2 separate regions of the Rattus norvegicus genome follow, and region 2 is linked to region 1. Evidence: chromatin contacts called from public Hi-C data. All regions are on one chromosome and are shown on one strand. Each heading gives the region's core, a stretch centred on a gene start, on an enhancer-like site or on the middle of the called end of the contact. The rest is flanking DNA. Distances are from core to core; before and after follow the strand shown.

Evidence for each region. Hi-C and Micro-C count contacts between places; a contact is called where the count stands out from the background.
Region 2: a contact with region 1 is called in a Hi-C map of Schwann cells, with 1.7 times the contacts expected there. The contact joins two enhancer-like sites. A contact is called at or near these places in 2 of 12 Hi-C or Micro-C datasets (Schwann cells and mammary epithelial cells).

Annotation. Positions count from the first base shown.
Region 1 is chr4:178,725,905-178,728,811 of GRCr8, forward strand. All of the region lies in intron 3 of Sox5 (SRY-box transcription factor 5), which reads right to left. Among named protein-coding and RNA genes, the nearest start is that of Sox5, 160 kb to the right of the region's middle. Within about 2 kb of position 1,292, at least 1 of the 93 cell types and tissues checked has an H3K27ac peak or open chromatin away from gene starts, as enhancers often do. A contact at or near this core is called in Schwann cells, where this site is marked.
Region 2 is chr4:178,847,211-178,850,221 of GRCr8, forward strand. The region is part of intron 1 of Sox5 (SRY-box transcription factor 5); the gene reads right to left. Among named protein-coding and RNA genes, the nearest start is that of Sox5, 42 kb to the right of the region's middle. Within about 2 kb of position 1,386, at least 11 of the 93 cell types and tissues checked have an H3K27ac peak or open chromatin away from gene starts, as enhancers often do. A contact at or near this core is called in Schwann cells, where this site is marked.

The sequences.
Region 1 (2,907 bases), core at 42-2,541:
CCCTGTGTACACTTGAGACCAGTAGGGCCCAGAATTATTCCGGAGCCCACCCATGGCTGCAGCTACGCTACCAATGTCAAGTTCCAGGATATGTTACAAAGTTCTGCACGTCTCCACAAACCACAGAAGTCAAGCTGACGTTCCGCAGCCCTCAGCCTGCACCGGCCTCACTTTTTATATGTAATTATGCTCAAGTTACTTAAGCCTGGAAGGGCTTTCGTTTTAGTATTGTCAAAGTGTGTGCCTGTTTTCGCCTGAACGTTATTAAAAACTTTCTAGAAGGGAAAGAAATGGCTTTGACAAGGCTACCTTCTGCGAGTTTTAAACATACAATCAATCCCAGAGACGGACATGACCTGAGTTACTTGCGATAAGCTTACATTTTCTGTTTGCACTGGCTAGAAATTTGGACATGTCTCTTCGGGTATATACAGCCCGGAATCACCTTTTTAGAAGAGTATTTCTCCATTGCATAATTAAATATGCCAAAATTAACACGGCACAGCTGCCACATGTCTGGGGTCCGTATTTGTTCCTTACAAGGATCATTTGTGTGAATGCTGTCGTATCTCTTGTAAGATTTGATTTTTATGAACGCACGTGTGTCTGTCTGTGTGAGCCTCTGTGAAGGGTACAGGTGTGCCTGCCAGGAGAGGGCATTAGATCCCCAAAAGCTGGAGTTACAGGCAATAAGGGGTACGCCCTCATAAGACTTGATGACAAGGGTGCTGGAAAACAAATCCAGGTCCCCGGGAAGAATGCTTCTAAACACTGAGCAATTGCTCCAGCCCAGTGGCTCTTAACCTGTAGGCCATGACAAAATCTACAAACCTCCGCTCCTAAGAGGTATTGATATTATGATGGATACAGTAGTAGAATCACAATAACAAAATAATTCTATGGTTGGGGTGGGCACTTCAACATGAGGAACTGTGTTAAAGGGTCCAGCATTAGAAAGGTTGAGAACTACTGCTCTAGACACCCCACTCCCCCATGTCTGTCTGTCTGTCTGTCTGTCTGTCTGTCTGTCTATCTCTCTCTCTCCCTCTCTCTCCCTGACTGGTTTCATTGTCTGAGCTGAACTTCTGATCCTCCTCCTTCCAGTCCCCAAGTTCTAGGTCTCAGACATCCCCCACTCTGCCCAGTTATCTTCTCTGCACACAAACAAGGTAATAAGTGAGCAGTGGGGTCGCTGGTCGCCCCAGTCGCCCCTATCAAAAGCTAGCTGGTCTTGTGTAGCCCGCAGACATTTCCACGTGGTAGTTTTATTATTAGTTGCCACCAGAACCACTGCAAGCTCTGTCAGGGCAGCATTCCAACAGGGAGCTGCAGAAAGTCATTCCTCTGGTACAGAAACTCTTTGTCTTCTTGCTACTAGATATAAAAAGGAAAAAAGAATGATTTAATGTCATAAAACCCGACTCCATCTCTTATGGGTTTATTGCTCTTTGGCAAGTAATTTACCCTCTTGCTACCTCAAGTTACTCACCTGAAGGTAGATAATGACTGCTCTTATCTCGTGTTTGCTGGGAAGGCTAGTGTATGCAAGCCTTTAATAGGGTTAGGCTCACAATGCCACTCAAAAATGTTAACCAGTGCTAGAACTACAAATCAGCTTATAACTGTCAAAGAGAACCACTTCTTACACACACATGCACACAGAAACACATACAGATACATCTGCACACACACACACATACACACACATATACATACATACAGAAACAAACATATATACAGACACATAAACCAATGCATCTATGCATACACACAGGTGTATATACATATACAAAATGTATACACATACATGTGTATACAATAACAGGTATATGCAGACATACATAAACACATACCAAACCCTTAAATACATACATATACACATATACACATAACAGACATACATATACACATAAACACATGCACATATCTGCCGTCAGCTGTCATTACACTGTACTAGTGGTTCCCACATGTATTTCTGTAATGAGGATCATCGCTCTCTGACCTCTATGAGAAGGAAATGGGTACAGCTGAAAGGAGGGGCTAATCATTTGTAGGTTACTGTATGACATGTCTCAGAAAGCACAGGCAAAGAGACTCAACTGGCTTTCCTTCTCTACTTCCTTTGGACAACTGTCTTTCCAATGGTCCTCAGGGTTGCCAGCACTATGGGGACACACACCAACAGCAGTTTGTAGCTTCCATTCATTGGCATTGCAGTCCCACCCACCACGGCACTTACCCTGTTCTTCCACTTCTACAGTGACAGCATTTTAACTGACAGTGGGAGAGCATGGCTCTCACATACAAGCCCTCGCATGAAGTGCACGACTAATGAACACTGTCCATTTGGAGCCAAATAAGTCATGAAGTCAGAAAAAAGAAGACGGGTGAGGAAGGGAAGCACCAAGTTCCACACTTGTAAGTTTCTGAGAGAGTGGGGAGTAGACAGCAGGAGGAAGACAGGGTTGGTAAGAGGGAAGACCAGAAAGGACATACAACATGGTGGGAAACTAGAAGAGAGGCGGGGACTGTGCACACACAGCAGCCACTCTATAAAACCCCAACGTTTCTTCTGAAGGAGTTTCATCTCGATTTCACCCACCAAACAACTGGTCTGGTCAGAGAAAAATTGTCCGAGCTTTCATTTTCTGTTTTAGTATTTTCTCCATACAATGGAATCATTTAAAGATAACATAAGGACTGCAGAATTAAAGTGTAACATATTTGAGAATCAAATGAGATTTTAATCTCTGAAGACTACCTTGCACATAAAGGAGGAAGCTAAGGAAGGAGCAGGTAAGGACTTGGAAGCTTCTTAAAGATGAGACCGTGTAGACCTTACTACACCTGTGAACCTGATGCTTACTGGCCTATAGGGCAAGAGCAAGTGTGGATCGTGTACAACTG
Region 2 (3,011 bases), core at 136-2,635, 120 kb after region 1:
ATGATTTCTTTATTGCAAGCAATATTACACCTGGTCTATAAAGCTAATTTACTCAGCTGAATGGATCTGCCAGTTTGAATGTCTTTAGGTTTTATTATATTTGTTTCAAATTAAATCACGTTAAGTGCCTAAAACAGAAACTCTGAAAGTAGAGAGATTATTAAATGTGGCCAATCTGTACTAGACGTGAGCTCTCCTTCTCTAAGATGGAGAAAAAAATATCTAGGAATCCATTCTGTTGTCATAGCAAGGAAGGGAGATGAGTTTGGAGAGAAGTCTGCATGACAAATACAAAGCCATTTCCATCTAGAGAGGGCCGGTAAATGTTTCAACAGAATTCTAAATTATTAAAAAAAATCATCAAAACTAGTACTCATTTGTAAGCAAAAAGGAAAAAAAAGAATATTGCAGTGGACACATTCTATCTGAGAGCGACAAAATCTGCCTTCGTTTGAGTCATTAATAATTCTTAGAATTATATTCCCCTCCCACAGACAGCAACACCAATTTCGAGCTATTAACATCTGACTAAACAATGCCTCTAACCCTAGGATTACGAACCTTTAACTCTCTTGAAGAAAGCACCAATGACTGAGATGAAGACACAGTCCCTTTAGGTTGTCAGAAAAAAATAAAATGGCCAAACATAGATGTTATAGAAAAAAATAAAAAAATATTAATGCCAGTTCGTATCTGGTCATTTGGTGTGAATTATTCAATTGATGTATTGTAATACATCAGCCATTAATCATAGAAACAGCAGTTTAACCCTCGGCCATCTACAGGTTAAAAATGTCAGAGTCTTTTGTTGTAATTACTTATAAATTACTTAGAATAATGTGGTGTTAGGAGCTGGGATTTGGAAGTTTGATATTTATAGGCACGAAGAGCATAATTTTTTTAAAGGAAATAAGACGCTTTTTTTTTCCATTTAAGTCTGGTCTTGCCTTTTTGACAGCTGTAAGTCCACAGGATGTGGAGGGATGATTTAAATTTTACATCAGAATTGTGACTGCGCTGGACTTTTCCCCTCTTCTCAAGGGAGGCATTGTTCTTGCCTTTCCATAACCAGGCGTGACAGCGCCAGACTGGAGTCATACGGTGGGCCTCTGAGTCAGCACGAAGGGGATCGTCTCCTGAGTCTCCACAGATGCCCAGCTCCTTGTGTGTCTGAGAGCTGTGCAGACAGCACCTCCATGCCTCCTCATCCCCGTGAGCAGGGCGGAGAGGGTAGAAGTGAAAGTCTGGGGAAAGCGGCAACTCTCTCCTCCAGCACAGGCTGCAGAAGGCTTTTATTAAAAATCCTTTTCAAAGGAGCCAGACCCAAACCAAACAAAAATCCTAACCCCTGGTTTAATTTGAGTAGCATTTTTTTTTTCTAAGCCTAAGATTCAGAAGCCGGACACATGCGTCATTGTGTGTTCTGGGCTAGGGAGACTTAGAGGAATTTAAAAGTCAGAAGTCTTTCAGATTTTTTTTCCTGAGACATATAGTTGTCACATCTGTCACATTCTTGGCTACACAAGGAGTTGGTTAGCTAGGGACAGGGATAGGGACAGGGTCATGAGCTGAGCACCTATTCTCAAGTGCCCCACTGAGACATCCATTAAAACTGCCCATACGATCCTATGAACAGAGGCCCCCTCTCCCTGCTGTCCACACAGTTGCTAGCGAGCGGGGAAGTCATTCTGTGTCTATTGTTGTATCCCTGGATGAACTCGGCAGAGAAGCAGAAGGCGTTCTGGATCAGGTAAATGTACTGCTACCTTGTGTACCAGACACAGGGCCTCAGTTACGGGATGGGCATCTCATTTTAGCCTAATGAAAATCAGAGGCCCATTGCTCTTGCTTACTATGTCGCTGTAAACCATGAACTTGAGAGTTTTAAAGAAAAATAGTAAGCAGAGACTAACTTCTCCTGATTCGTTAATCTACAAAACCAGAAAGTCGGTAACTATAGTGGCCTCAGAGATCCGCACTGAGCCCTTCATGGTGTGTGCTGTTTCCACAGTGTTTCTAGGAGGATAGGACCATGTCTGCCTATGGCCCCAGTGCCACATGCTGGTCATGTCTGTCTATTCCCCGTGCTTCTTTCTCAAGTTTGTCCTGAATGAAAACAGATTTCCACTGATGAACACCACTGGTCACATGGAGATACACACACAACAATTAGTCTGGGGTAGGAGAGACAGCCCAGTTGGGTTTAATGGTTTGAGTCCTCTGCATAAATATCTTCTCTCTTGTTGTCAATGGTTAAGTCACATTGACCTTTGCAGGATGTCACCAAACGGCGATAGAAAACTGGGGATTAAAAAAAAGAATTTGTCTTTCATTATAGACTCTTGGGGTACTTATTCTTGAAGGCCTTCCTATCTCCTTATCTGGCTTTCTTATAGGGGGTCCCCACTCCTGTTAGCTGAACCCTACCCTTTCACACGACTGGCTGAGTCTAAATACATCGCAAGTCGCTCCATGATCCAAAGTGACGGATTCTGAGTGTGGCACATGCCTTGAAATAAAGTCTGTGGCATGTTTAATCTATTTAGGATCTAATAATGATGACAAAAATAATTAACCACTCCAGCTTTCATTGCTTTTGTTTCCGAAGGTCATTGTGAAATCAAGCAAGATAGCAAGCCATCTAAAGCAAACCCCTGGAGAACAACCCCGTAAGAGGAATGAGAAAGGGATTGCATCCTCTAGCTCGCCCAGTGAAGAGGAATATCACGACCCTGTTCACATCCAAATGACCCTGACCGGAGGAGTCTTGGCTTTGCTGATGGCGACCAGTTTGGAAGCCTCACTCTTTCCAACTCTACACAGAATCGGTTGCAGGCTGTGTCTAGTGCAACCGAAGGGGAACAAAAAAGAAAAAGAAAAGGAAAGGAAACCAATGAACTAAGCAGAAATGTTTGTGTTATATTCAAAACAGACAGCAGAGAACAAATACACAGGCCTCGAGTCTTCTGCAGACCAACAGCTACTGTTGAGAGACTCAGATTTCCTGAGCT